3 separate regions of the Mus musculus genome follow, and regions 2 and 3 are each linked to region 1. Evidence: chromatin contacts called from public promoter capture Hi-C data. All regions are on one chromosome and are shown on one strand. The core of a region is the stretch at or near the end of the contact, and the rest is flanking DNA. Distances in the headings are between cores, read along the strand shown. Region 1 holds the start of Rnf135 (ring finger protein 135). Region 2 holds the start of Supt6 (SPT6, histone chaperone and transcription elongation factor). Region 3 holds the start of Tmem97 (transmembrane protein 97).

Region 1 (4,851 bases), core at 1,247-3,746:
AAAAATTTACTTATTTTTATTTTATGTACATTGGTGTTTTGACTACATGTATGTCTATGTAAGGGTGTTGGATCCCCTGGAACAAGAGTTACAGACAGTTGTGAGGTGTCATGTGGGTGATGGGACTTGAACCCAGGTCCTCTGGAAGAGCACTAAGTGCTCTTAACCACTGAGCCATCTCTCCAGCCCCCAAACATACTTTTACATACTACTACAGTTATAAGATAATGTACATTGTATTAGTAGTCATACTAGCCAAAAGATGGGAAGGATTCAAATGTTCATAGCTAGATACATTGATTGGAAAGTGATATATATCTGTGGGACCCCGACTTAGAGCGTTTCTCCCTAGAAGGTAAAGCCCCTGGACGTTCCCCAAGCTTGTTTTCCCTGATCTCTAAAAATACAGCCAGAAAGAAGCTCTTTGTTCTTTATAGCCAGTAAAAAGCCCTTTTGTTTCTGTGCCTTACAGCCAGAGATTCGATAATTGTAGGAAGACATACAAGGACACAGAGATAAAGGAGCTACAGCTCACACACACACACACACACACACACACACACACACACCAGAAAGGAGCTGTAGCCAACTCTCCTCCCAACTCCTCCCAATTCCTCAGCTAGCTGTTAAAAGCCCCCTACTGTTACTGCTCAGGGTCGAACTCTCCTGCCCTGCAGGGCGTTGAGGAGTTCATCCTCAGCTAGCTGATAATAAAACCTCTTGCAGTTTGCATCAGGTGTGGATTTCTCTCAAGTCATTGACGTGCTGGCCAGCTCATCCCAGGACTTGAGGGGAGGCACAGCTTCGGGGGTCTTACATATCCACAGAGATGATAAAACAGCCACACAAAGCAATGATGATCTGATACATGCTGAAACATCAAGCAGCCCTGAAAATATGAAACTGAAAGTAGTTAGACACAAAGGGGCCCATTTACATGAAACATGTATAATGAGAGGTCCCCTAAAAAATAAAATGAAATAAAAACCTTGGAAGTAGAAAAGTTTCAGTTTCCCAGGGAAGCAGATTGAGACAATGGGCTGTTAATAATCAATGGCTCTGGAAGCTCAGAGCTGAGTCATCTCCTGGGATTTCCTCAAGGCCTCCCCAAGTATAGTAAATCTAACATAGCAGCTAATCAGAAACCAACCCATGTAACTTCCCCAGCACCCACTAATGAAGTTTTAGATTACCTAATGTTTGATAAAATTCCTCTAGTTTCCCATGGATGCCTTGTGCCCCTTTGTCTGGGGTCACCATTTTTATAAGTGGCTGGCCCCTGCATGCAGGGTTCTTGCTTTCTTCAAACAAAAAACACTCTTGCCTTTGAATGGGAGTGGTGGTCTCAGTGCGTCGCTTTCTGACCTAATATAACAGGTAAACTCAGACATAAAGCTTATGAGAGATGAGATACAGAGAGGCTGGAGGGACAGGAATCAGGTGTTATTGCTTAGTGAGTGGGTACAGAGGTCTTTTTTAAGTTGATGAAATTACCTTGGCAACAGCGGTGACAGAAGCACAGTATTGGAAATAAGAGAGATGCCATCGAACTGTACACTAAAAAATTGTTCAGATGGCCAGTCGTGGCACCTGTGTTTGATCCCAGCTCTTGAAAAGCAGAAGCAGGCAAAGTTTTGAGTTCAAGTGGCCCACACCTGTAATCCCAGACTTGGAAAGCCGAGGGAGTCACCCCAGGTTCAATGCCATCCTAGTCTAGTCTAGTTAGACCCTGTCTCAATAAATATACAAATAGGCCAATTGAGTTAAGGGGGAAAATGGCAATTTTTGTGGCACATACATTCTACCACACTAAGAATCTCCAGACATCACAGAAGGCTGGGAAAAACTAAAACTATACAAGTGTGCACCACACCTCGGGTGGATGGGACTTGGATTTTTAACTGTTTGTGATGGGATCTTACTATGTAACTCTGGCCCTGTGGGGCAAGCCACTCCAAAACGGGGAATTGCAGGCATGGGGCCACCACATTGGGCTTTTGTATTTCTTTATACAGCTATAAACTTTTTAAGGTTCTCCAGAAAACAGATTAGACTGAGCAAATTTTGTGGCAGAAAAAGAGATCTGGAAGTCCGGTGCAGGCTTCCTACCTGGGGCGCAGAACGCGGCGCGGGGGCGGGTTCAGGCTCCGAGCCAGCCTCGACCTCCCGCGCCGCTTGGAGGTACTTGTCCACCAGGTCTTGCAGCAGCGGGTTCTTGTGCAGCTTGGGCTTTGTCAAGGGACCCTTCCGACATATGGGGCAAGCCCAAGGGCAGCCATCCACGGCCCCACGCTTCGAGACCCACAGGTCATGGAGGCACCGGAGACAGAAGCTGTGGCCACAGGGCAGCGTGGTGGGCTGGTCTAGTAGCCCTTGGCAGATAATGCAGCTCAGGTCGTCCTCGCTCAGCCACACGGGGACTGCATTGCCAGAACAAACGGCCGCCATAATTAGGCGACAGCCAGGAAGCACCCTTAGGTTCCGCCTTGTCCTACTAACTTCCCCGGCAACACTTCGCCTTGTCCATCAGCTCGCCCCGCCCCTCCCATCAGCTCGACCCGCCCAGCTGCTAATTCTCCCCAGCCTCTAAAAGCGCCGGACATTGCTGGCTACCTGCCTGGATTTTGGCCTGGAAAAATCATCTCTCTCTAGTAGTTGGGTCCTGCTCGCCTAGCCACAAACACGCAACCCCAACAACTTAAGCTATGAAGAAGGTCCGCTTCAGGAACTCATTTTAGAATCATAAGAGTATCAAAATTACAGTTATGAAGTAGCAACAAAAATGGGATCTAATGCCCTCTTCTGGTGTGTCCGAAGACAGCTACAGTGTACTCATATGCATTAAATGACATTAAAAGACAGCCTCAGGGGCTGGTGAGATGGTTCAGTGGGTAAGAGCACCCAACTGCTCTTCCGAAGGTCTGAAGTTCAAATCCCAGCAACCACATGGTGGCTCACAACCACCCGTAATGAGATCTGATGCCCTCTTCAGGTGTGTCTGAAGACAGCTACAGTGTACTTACATATAATTAATTAAAAAAAAAAAAAAAAAAAAAAAAGACAGCCTCAGTCTTTATTTGCTCTTCTTAAAAATAAGTAAATCTGGGGGGAGGGTATAGGAGACTTTCGGGATAGCATTTGAAATGTAAATGAAGAAAATACCTAACAAAAAATTGGAAGCCAGGCGTGGTGGAGCACGCCTTTAAGGCAGGCGGATTTCTGAGTTCGAGGCCAGCCTGGTCTACAAAGTGAGTTCCAGGACAGCCAGGGCTATACAGAGAAACCCTGTCTCGAAAAACAAAACAAAACAAAACCAAAAAAAAAAAAAAATGGAAAAAGAAAAAAAAATAAGTAAATCAGGGCTGGAGAGATGGCTCAGCAGTTAAGAGCACTGATTGCTCTTCCAAAGTCCCGAGTTCAATGCCCAGCAACCACAGGGTGGCTCACAACCATCCATAATGGGATCTGATGCCTTCTTCTGGTGTGTCTGAAGATAGCTGCAGTTTACTTACATATAATAAATAAATAAATCTTTAAAAAAAAAATAACCAACTACTCTTCCAGAGGTCCTGAATTCAGTACTCAGCAACCACATGGTGGCTCACAACCATCTGTAATGGGATCTGGTATGTCTGAAGACAGCTACAGTGTACTCATATACATAAAATAAATGAACAAATCTTTAAAAAATAATTTTCTTGCTACTTCACAACTGTAATTTTGCAACTGTTATGAATAGTCATGTGAATATAGGAGTTTGCCAAAGGTGTTATGACCCACTCATTGAGAATCACTGCTCTAGCAGGTACCTCAGCAGTCAGGTCCAAAGAACTTTAGAAGCTAGAGAGGATCCACCTCCCCAGGGAGCTGCACTCTGGAGAGACACATCCAGAATTTGTATTGCAGCTTCTCTGACCGGGGAATTAAAAAAAAATCAGTAAATTCAGAGGACCTCATCAGGCATGAAGGCACACATCTGTAATCCCAGCACTCAGGAGGCAGACAGACAGATCTCTGTTAAGTTTGAGGCCAGCCTGATCTACAGAGTGAGTTCCAGAACACTCAGGGCTACATTAAGAGACCCTGACTCAAAAAAAAGAAAGAAAGAAAAAAAAGAAAGAAAGAAAGAAAGAAAGAAAGAAAAAAGAAAAAGAAAAAGAAAAAGAAAAAGAAAGGAGGAAAGGAAAGGAAAGGAAAGGAAAGGAAAGGAAAGGAAGGGAAGGGAAGGGAAGGGAAGGGAAGGGAAGGGAAGGGAAGGGAAGGGAAGGGAAGGGAAGGGAAGGGAAAGGAAAGGAAAGGAAAGGAAAGGAAAGGAAAGGAAAGGAAAGGAAAGGAAAGGAAAGGAAAGGAGAAAGACAGTGCCTCCTGGACCACATGAGGCTCTGTCATTTAAAAAACATAAGTGTGTGTGTGTGTGTGTGTGTGTGTGTGTGCATGTGTGTTATGTGGAATCTCTTAAAAACCACCTCACTCTGCTGAAGAGAGAACGATTACATCTCTTCATTCCACTGAAAGAAGAAACAAAGAAGCACCTAACAAGTACCTTGGGCATCTGTTGCTCTAACATTTCAGCCAAATTTATTTCGGTTCTCCTCTCCTAGCTTGAGGCCTTTGAGAATTTTCTTTCCTCAGCTTGAATTATTTCCTTTACCCCTTCCCTTTGACTAACCTCTACAGTTTGGAGAATCTCTCTCGCTCTCTCTCTCTCTTTTAAAGTAAAGAATTATTATTATTATTTTTTTTTTTTTTTTGTATATGAGTACACTGTAGCTGTCTTCAGACACCCCAGAAGAGGGCATCAGATGCCGTTACAGATGGCTGTGAGCCACCATGTGGTGGCTGGGAACCAGA
Region 2 (4,851 bases), core at 983-3,482, 1.9 Mb after region 1:
TGCATAACACTGAAACTGGAAGTGCTTAACCTGGCCAACTTCTGGACTGCAGTTAAAGAGAAGCATAGAAATTAGCATCTGAATAGATGATGCACAAACCCATCCCCCAAGAGGGCTAATCCAAGTTCTTCGTTTAAATGATTTTGATTTTTTGATTTTTATTTTTTTATCGAGACAGGGTTTCTCTGTGTAGTCCTAGCTGTCTTGGAACTCACTCTGTAGACCAGGCTGACCTGAAATTCAAAGAGATCCACCTGCCTCTGCTTCCTAAGTGTTGGGATTAAAGGAATGGCCCACCACCACCCGACTGCTAATTTGGATTTTTGTTTGTTGAGGCAGTGTCTCACTGTGTAGCACTGGCTGGTCTGAAATTCTCTAGGTAGAGTGGCTGTCTTCAGAGATCCTGCCTCTCTCTGCCTCCAGAATATTAAGACTAAATGCCTCCTGCTCTACCACCACCGCCCAGCCTAACTCCATTTTTATTTAGTAGAGCCAGAGCAGGAAACATTAAATTAAAACGTAGTAAAACTGCCGGGCAGTGGTGGCGCATGCCTTTAATCCCAGCACTTGGGAGGCAGCAGCAGGCGGATTTCTGAGTTCGAGGCCAGCCTGGTCTACAAAGTGAGTTCCAGGACAGCCAGGGCTACACAGAGAAACCCTGTCTCGAGAAAAAGAAAAAAAAAAAAAAAAAGAATGTAGTAAGCCTGAGTAGGTGTTTACTGAATGAGGTGGTTAGGAATGTAAAGACTACATACTCCCTGGACTAAACTGGTAAGACAGGTTCTGAGAGTTGTGAACAGACTAACCATCTTAGAAGGTCACTTCCTTTCTAGCAAATAGCATCATCAATCATTCAAATTATATCACAAGTACACCTCCTGTCGAACTTCATGACTTTATTTCCTCCAGTGTGGGGGCAGAAGCTTTCCGTATGCTCGGCAAATACTCTAACACTGAAGTAATTACCAGCCTTTGAACTTCTGTTGTTTTGAGACAGCCCCCACTATATAGGCTAGGCTGATCTTGAAGTTACAATCCTGCTTCAACCTTTTGAGTGCTACAATTACAGACCTAGGCCACCACGCCTGCCCATTAGTCTTGTTTTATTGTTTGATTCACTACTGTATTTCCTGTATCTAGAACAATACGAGACACACTAAAAGTGCTCTTTAAATCTAGGCCAAATGAATGAGCCCACGAATAAGTGAGTATTTTAATTGCACATGATAAAAAACAGACTTTCCTCTGCAATGTCTGTCAATGCTTAAATTCTTTACAAGAAAGTTATTGCTAAGTTAGAGTGTCAAAAAATATGAGCTAAAAATAGGTGACATTTAAAATCTGAGATTCAGCTTATGTTGTCTTGCTCTAAATGCTCCTCTCTCCAGCACAAAATAGTGGCAGCCCATGGAATCTGAAAGATTTTGAACCTGCACAGATTTGGATTAAACCCTGTCTCCATCATTCACTAGCTGGCTTTGAGCAATATCTCTAGGTCTATTTACTCACCTAAGAAAATAACTTTAGTATCTGTCCTCAATACAATGTTAAAAACCGGAAAGTATATATGTAACACGTTTGGCCCACAGCTCATCAAACAGAAACTAACATTAGGACTAAGTTTCCTTGGCAACTCGTCGTCCTCTTCAAGAAATAGGGCACGGCTAACTTTCCCAGACCACGCCCTCAGACTCCGAGGCCCCGCCCCTTCTAGGCTCACCCGGCCTAGGCAGCCCACCCAGAGCGGTGAGTCCCCCTCTGTACCTGACCCATAGCGCACGTCGTGAGAATGCAGTCGGACATTGTGGCGTGTATTGAGTAGCTTCACCACGGAGCCGCAAGTAACGACAGCCATGTTGGACGCTCCCACAGCGCTCCACAAACCACCCAACAACAGAAGCGACAAGACAGCCATCCTAGATCCGAGAGAACTAATCATCCAAGAAAATTAGGCCCGTCCCCGGAACCGGAAGCCGAGGGTAGAACTACGCCAAGATGGAAGAGAAGACTCCTTAACCTGAATCTTTATGGTTCCTTTGGCGAGAGCGGCTTAAAGAACACGCTGGCCCGGGAGGCCTTCGGGACCTCACTTTGTACTGGGTGCTCTGTGGCGGCTGCGTTCCTTAGGCGTTCGCGGACTCGGAACCAAAGCCCTAGACGCCGGAGGGGAAAAGACAGCAGGAAATGACCCTCCCACTCCCAGTGACAGAGAGCCGGAGGTGACGTACTACGTTAACGCAGCAGCGGCGACGGTGGTGGTGGTGGTGGCGGCGGCTGCGGAGGGCCCTTGCGGTGGGTCCGGACTATCCTTTTGCAGTCTCTGATCGGCGACTCCATTTTCTTCGGTGGGAGCTTAGCGTAGCGGAGAAGCAGCGGCCTTCAAGCAGGTAACGCTCAGCCTGGAGAGTGTGTTGCGTGTGTGGGTGCGCAGGTGGCGAGCCAGACTCCTGGGGCCTGGTCCCGTAAGGGAAGAAGCTTTGGGGTGCCCCACTGCGGGAAGGAAGGGGGCCCTGGCTTTCCCTGATCTGCCAGGGGGGAAAAGGACAGGAAAGTACCGTGATTGCTCAGAGTCTCCAGCCCTTTCTCCACGCGGTACCACCCGGAACCTGTGACCTGGGGTTACCTCTTGAATCAACAGGCTTTCTGGGATCCCATCTTCTCCGCGGCGTCTGGAATCTGGGCCACGCAAAAAATTGGGACTAGAAGAGAGACCTAAGGGTTTCTTTACTTGGCATCAGGTGATCGGATTAATTAGTCCGGCGTTTGGGTCCTGCTGAGCTTTCGAGAGTTCAGCCATGAGGCGGGTGTACTGTGCTGAATGTTAGCTCTTTACAAAATGTTGAGTAATTATACGGTTTTTTTTCCACATATGGGCAAGTCCCTTAATCCTTTCTAAAGATGCGAGTTTATACTTAAGTACCTGGAGCCTTCCATCTTGTATAATTCATTTCCTCGAACACTTGCCAAAGACCTATCATAAATATTAGAATTGGTTGTTAAATCAGAAATGTGTATTGTTTGACATCAGGTACTCGAGTATCTTAAGTAAAGCAGTTCCTCTGTATTACAGAAAGAATCGATTTCTGTTTTCCTTTAGGAGGCGGGTCTCCTGTAATAATTACATGAAAAGACACGGTAATACAAAGGTCATAGGGTAATTTGTTTTTCATCCCGCCCCACTCCATTCCCGCTGCTCCCCTTCTTCAGAATCCTCCATTACTTATTACTTTCATTAATTTGTGTGTGTGTGTGTGTGTGTGTGTGTATGCCTCAATTAGTTAATTTATGGTGGTTTACAAGTACATGGGTGAAGAAGTATTCAGAGAAGCCTGGGCTACAACCCTAAAGAAAATGTTCCCCTCCCCCAGCAACCATGAATTACTATCGATCCTTAGGGTTGGTGGGATCTCATGATGAGCCCCTCCCCCCTAGCAACCGTTAACTGCCCATAAACCTGTAGGAAGGGAGGAGCCTGGTCCCCCTCCCCAGCATTGAAGTATGCTACAATGTGTGGAAGTCGTTGAATTTAATTAATTTTGGGGAGAAAAAGTTTAGTTCTATTGTTGAACACTCACAGTTTGTGAGTCTTCAGTGTTTTAGTTACAAAACAATTATAGCAACAATGGAGAAGCTGAGCCAGGAGGATCATGGAATTTACGTTTTGGTTGCATTTGTAGACCCTGTCTCAAAAACAGCTCTCCCTTCAACCACGAGTTTAGAGCCCCTCTCCATGCCTAGTGTCCCACCACTACAGGCTTATTTTATTTGGTTGGCTTGTGTGACTATTAGATTAGACTAGATTAGATTGGTAAAGTATTTTTTGTTGTTTTTATTTTTTTCAAGACAGGGTTTCTCTGTATAGCCCTGGCTGTCCTGAAACTGACTCTGTAGACCAGGCTGGCCTCGAACTCAGAAATCCGCCTGCCTCTGCCTCCCAAGTGCTGGGATTAAAGGCATGCACCACCACTGCCTAGCTTAGACTGGCAAAGAATTAACACTCTCCAAATGAACTTAATCTTACTTACCAAGTGATATATCAAGCCAGAAAGTAGAACAGTCCTAAAATCCAATCAAAGCTTATTTACTCCCTCTAGTTCTTTTTTTGGTTTTTGAAGACAGAATCACTCTTTCTAGTTGTCCTTGAATCCACAGAGATCTGCTTCCTGAGTACTGGGGACTAAAGGCTTGTGCCACCACCATCCAGCAATATTCTTGTTCCTAATAAATGTAATCACCATCTGGGTCGGGTGTGATCACTGGCTTCCTCACAATGATTTCCCAATATCAATCACCAAATCCTATGTTTCAGAAAAGACCAAACCAAACCAAACCAAAAAAAAAACCAAAAAAAAAATCAAAACCAAAATTCTGTTCTAATCTCTCTGAAAGGCCACTCCAGCCATCATCTTCCTTGACAGGTAGCCTAGGCTGACGTAGGAGTTGTGGTCACTCCGCCTCAGCCTCCCCAGTGCTAGAAGTATAAACATGTGCTGTTACTACTAAGCATAGCTTCAGCACCCTAATTTTAAGATTTTCATCCTATAGTCAGGTTTCAGTTTATACCAGTTCAACTTTCTTACCTTTCACCAGGACTTTAGTTAATACCAATCTGACTCTCCTTGGAACTGCTCACCAAAATTATTGTGGACACCAGAAGCTACTAGGTGGCCAAATCCAATGGTTACTCTGTTTTCATTTCCGAGTCTCTGGACTAGTACAGTTGCTAATGCTTGGCTCTTGGATTTTACTCTATTGAACTAGCTGCTCCTTTTTAGTCTTAGAAAAATGACTGCATTTTTATGTAGTTCTCCTGTATACGTAGTTGAGTGGCAGGTATTTTTGCTGGCTGAG
Region 3 (4,851 bases), core at 1,045-3,544, 1.6 Mb after region 1:
ATATATATATGAACAAGCCTCACACCCAACAACTGTCAATACTCATGGAGGCCACATTCTGCTGGCTCTGCTCCAGGGGCAGGAAACCATGTCATACTGTCCCTTCCTAGGCCATTCAGGACTCAGCAGAGCCAGCCTGATCTACAGAGTTCCAGGACAGCCAGGATTACACAGAGAAATCCTGTCTTGAAAAACTAATGGGGAAAATAAAATAAAGGAAGGAAAGAAGGAAGGGAGGGAGGGAGGGAAAGGAGGAGGGATTTGGAGTATGTCTAAAAAGTTTTGGACACTGAACACTTGTCCTTTGTCCCTGAGCTCCTGAGCAAGCCACCTGCAAGCAGACCTATGTTTTCAAATGGCATCTACTCAGACTTTGCCCCTGCTGTGCTGCTGTGTCTCTCTCCACCCTGCTCACTGCTCTCCTCACCCTCAGCAGTCACCTCAGAAACTGGCACCTGGCTTTGTCTAGGGCTTAGCTTACCACAGCTGTTTGATTTCCCACATTCCTTGAAACCAGGTCACCTGCCTCCCAGCTCTCCAAGGCCACATCTGAAGGTAATGCCTGGCTCTGCCCTCACCCACCTTCCTCTGTTGTTTCCTTAGTGCACTGGGTTCTCTGGGCATTGACCACATCTCTAGAGATCCTCCCACTAGAGCATTGCAGCCAGGCCTGGAAGGCAGAATATCCTGACACCAGAAATCTTACAGTACACCCCCAAACTCCTGGCCCACTGACATGCTCAGCAGGGCCTAAGTCATTTACCTCTCTACTTTCTAGTTATCAGTGCCTGTTGCCTCATCTGTCCCTGTCGTCCTTGGGTCCCACAGTCTATTATGTCAACCACTTGTCCACCTTCTTCGGCTCACCTTTATCTTCCTGACCACCCTCTCCCTGATGCATCCAAAATGCTTTCCTGAGCAGACCCAACACTGAGAGCCATCTACCTCAGCAACGCCAACCCCTCTGTCTTAGTACTATGGTAGCTACCACTGGGCACACAGACTACCCTACCTAACCCTAATTTTTGCTTTCCCTTAGCTATACTTTCCTTCACTTCTCTGGGCAGAAACTTCAAACCCATTTAGACATCCCAGTCTCCTTTGCTGAAATGGGCACACTGGAGCAAGCATGGTGCCTATGACTTTAATTCCAGCACTTGGAAGGCAGAGGCAGGGTGAATCTCTGTGAGGTTCAGGCTAGCCTTGTCTACACAGCCAGTCACAGGGTTACATAGTGAGAGGCTGTCTCAAAAAGTGAATACAAAAGAAAGAGAAGGACACGTGGGGTCCATTTCTCTACCTCTTCCCGACCAGTTGTCTACACTCTGTCTCCATTTCCCTACCTCCCAATACACTGCTCTCCAGCCATAGGACTTCTCATTGGTACTGGTGGACAGCACTCAGTGTCAACCGTGACACAGCTACTCCATTCTTCCCTGTGACCATCATTCGCTTGGTCATCTCCTCCCATGACCCTTATGATTCTGTAGGATCTCTTAATGCCCTTCGCTCTCTAACCTTCAAATGCTCTCACAAATCTAAACCAAGTTCATCCAACTGCCCGCCTGCCTGCTCAAGGTCTCTTTGGTTGGTTGGTTTGGTCTGAGACAGGCTCTATGTATCCCTAGCTTGCCTGTAGACCAGGCTGGCCTAGACCTTACAGATTTCTGTCCACACCCGGCCCTTTGGGGCTCTGGTTCAAATGGTGCAAGAGATGGAAGTCGGGCCTTCTTGAGTGCTAAGTAAATGCTCTATACTTAGCAGTACCCAAGCCCTAACCCTGCTCAGTGTATACAAAGCACAAACTTAATTTCCTTTCCCTTGAACCCAAGTCCTGTGTTCCCTATTCTCATCGAATGGCAGCCCCCATCTTGTCCCAGGCCTATCAGGGTCCATCATATAAAATCATTATTTGTGGGCTGAGCAGTGATTTTGGAGCCAGCAGGAAAGTCCGGCTCGCAGCGCTCCTAAACTGCCACTGCGGGTTCTGGTTTTACTGGCCCGGGGTCCCAATACGGAACAGAACCCAGCGAATAAAACACTCGTGGCACAGGGAAGACCAGCGCACGCAGCCCGAGGCTGCACACGCGCACCCGCCGACGTGGACCGCTCAGAGCCACGCCCCCTCACGCGGTACTCCCAGCAGCCAATGGAAACAACAGGTAGGCCATCATTCAAACTATAGCCCCGCTATATGGGCGGGCCACGAGGGCCTCCACCCACTCACGAGCCGCTTCTGTTTTTCCCCTTCGACCAATAGGTACGGCCTGTGTGAGCCGGGGGCGGGACGGCACAGCTCGGGCGCGGGGCTTCTAACCACGTAGCAGGCTTCTATCACCGGCTTGCCAGTCGTAGCCCAACGGACAGGAGGGAACATGGGGGCCCTGGCAGCTAGGCGCTGTGTCGAGTGGCTCTTGGGCCTCTACTTCGTCTCGCACATCCCCATCACGCTGTTCATCGACCTGCAGGCGGTGCTGCCGCCCGAACTATACCCGCAGGAGGTGAGGCTCAGGGGTCCCCACGTGGCCGTCCTGATTTCTGTTGGCTCCGTGCCTGACTTCGGCCCCAGCCGGCTGTCCCCAGCCGTTGACCACCGCTTTGTTTTTTTCAGAGCGGAACTGAGGGTGCAACCCAATGGTAGGGCGCATGCCTAGGAGGTCCTGGGTTTGAGCCCCATGTACTCGCCAATCCTTTGCAAAACCTTTGCCTGGGTGTGTTTCGCTCCCATGGTTTTAACTACGGCAGTTGGCTGAGGGAAGTTGCCTGGGTGAACCAGTGTCTGTCACGTGTTGAATCTATTGCGTTTGGATGGACTTTAAAAGTCCAGTGTAAGCCGAGAAAGAAAAAAAAGTCCTGCGTAGTAGAATAAAATGACTGAAGGGTTAGCCCTTGGTTAGTGCTCGTGGCATTCATACACTCCTTCTGGGTCTGGATCTAGCTTGAGGAGCAGTTGAGGAAATGTCGCTTTTCCAAGTCAGTTTTGAATTGTTTGAAGATGAGCTACCGTTCCCTGCGCTTTGGAGAGCATTCTTTGACCCGATTTTAAGGTCAAGATTAAGCATGCCTCTCCAATCTACTGACGGACTTATCCACCTAAATGTTTGAAATGGCTGAAATGCTCTTTAAATGTTTCTTCTTTGCAGGGCAGTTCTTAATCTTAAATCCGTAAATTCTCAATGGTGGCTGCAAAATGACATGTGCCTTGTGTTCTCTGAGAGGACATGACACAGGAATTGTCACCTACTCAACAAAGTTAAGGAGTGACACCATCAGCAGTGTCACCCCCCACTCCCTTAAGTCTTTTTGGTTTGTTTGTGGAACCACGGGATTGCAAAGACCTTTGATCTACAGGGGAAACCCGTAGGTAGCATGTGGCAAGAGCACCGGTCTGTGGTGCTGCTTTCCCAAGGACTGGCTGCCTGTGGACATGTTGAGGGCCCTATGGATCCTACTTTTTTTTCCCCTTAAAATAATAGTTCATTTGAATCCATTGCAAGAGGACCTCAGGCCAGGCTGTAACTGACATGTAGCTACAGCTTTAGATTGTAAACTCAAAAGATTGTGGGATTGAGGCTGTGGCTCCGTAGTAAAAACATTGGCCAGCATGCACGAGGCCCTGGATTCAAATCCCAGCACCAAAACCAGTGTGTTATCAAGTTAAGTTGATTTGTTTCACTCCTCTAAGACATTGTCACAAACGCAGTGGCTTACTTTACCCCCAACGTTATGCTTAAGCTGCTCGGAGGTTAGAAATTTAGAATGTTCGGTCTCAGGCTCAAAGGTAGACTACACTCCTTGCCTCTTCCAGGTGGCTGGGTTTGCAGAGCTGCGGATCACACTCAGGCCGCACAGTCTACCCACTGACCTTTCTTTGGCTGTGGCCCTTTCACTGCAATCTCTGCAGGTCATCCGTCATATTGCCACTTCATCTGTATTCACATCTCTCTCTGCCTTTTATAAGGTCACTTGTAATTCACGAGGGCCCACCATGTAACCCAGGAAAACCTCCCCTTTGAACATCCTTCTGTACACCTGTGGTCCTATTGGACATGGATTAGGACATGATACCTTTGAGTGCTGTCAGCCTGCTGCCACGGAAGGGCCTGACAACTACAAAGAGGCCATCAAAACTTTGCACTAGCTATAGCCATGAAGAAGGGGAGTCACTGTTTCTTTGGGGTTTGGTAGCAGTGGAGATAAAACCCAGGGCTTTGCATACTGAGCTACCCATAGCCCTTGTTTTTCCTTTGGTATTGTGTTTGAGGTTTGTTTTTGTTGTTTGGTTGGGTTGGGTTTGGTTTGTTTAAAAATTGAATTCACCAATTGAGCTGCACTGGGTTTACAGGCATCACCTGGCTTGAGTGACAGGTTTTTTGAAATAGGGCCTCACAACTTTGAAAACCCAGCCTGTTTCCCTGGCAATTCCTGGTTTACCTTCTGACTGCTTGCACCCATCCTTGCTCACCACTCCTGAAACAACTAGATGTGACCAGCATCATGCAGACCACCACTTAAACATTTTATTTTTGTTTGTTTTTCAAGATGGTGTCTCACTGTGTAGCTCCAGGTGTCCTGTAACTCAGTATCTAGACCTGGTGGGTCTCAAACTCACAGAACTCCTGTTTCTACCCCCCAAATACGGAAAGCTCACTTCACCATGCCCAATCTCTGTTTGATCTGGTGGACTTTTATTAGCTTCCTGTTACATCACTTTTATTCTCCTCTTGTAATTGTCATCTCAGAGTAAACATTTGCTGCCACCATCTGTTAACTTAGCTAGGCCTAGTCCTGGAAGCTTCTGGCCTCTGTACAGTCTTAACTAGACCTAGAGTGTTTTCTGCCTCTGAAACT

The links. Promoter capture Hi-C pulls out the DNA fragments that hold promoters and counts their contacts.
Region 2: a promoter capture Hi-C map of liver shows a contact between it and region 1, with 2.2 times the contacts expected there. The contact joins the promoter of Supt6 here to the promoter of Rnf135 in region 1.
Region 3: a promoter capture Hi-C map of hippocampal neurons shows a contact between it and region 1, with 2.3 times the contacts expected there. The contact joins the promoter of Tmem97 here to the promoter of Rnf135 in region 1. A contact is called at or near these places in 3 of 39 promoter capture datasets (hippocampal neurons, liver and pre-B cells), 1 of 115 datasets of contacts at active chromatin or transcription factors (microglia) and 1 of 9 other capture datasets (liver).

What each region holds. Positions count from the first base shown.
Region 1 is chr11:80,181,514-80,186,364 of GRCm38.p6, reverse strand. Rnf135 (ring finger protein 135) reads right to left here and starts at 2,496. Exons shown (of 5, transcript NM_028019.4): 1 at 2,110-2,496. The coding sequence starts at 2,448.
Region 2 is chr11:78,243,084-78,247,934 of GRCm38.p6, reverse strand. Supt6 (SPT6, histone chaperone and transcription elongation factor) reads left to right here and starts at 2,232. Exons shown (of 37, transcript NM_009297.2): 1 at 2,232-2,387. It overlaps Sdf2 (stromal cell derived factor 2), which reads right to left and starts at 2,189. Exons shown (of 3, transcript NM_009143.3): 1 at 1,765-2,189. The coding sequence starts at 1,939.
Region 3 is chr11:78,548,178-78,553,028 of GRCm38.p6, reverse strand. Tmem97 (transmembrane protein 97) reads left to right here and starts at 2,294. Exons shown (of 3, transcript NM_133706.2): 1 at 2,294-2,501. The coding sequence starts at 2,376.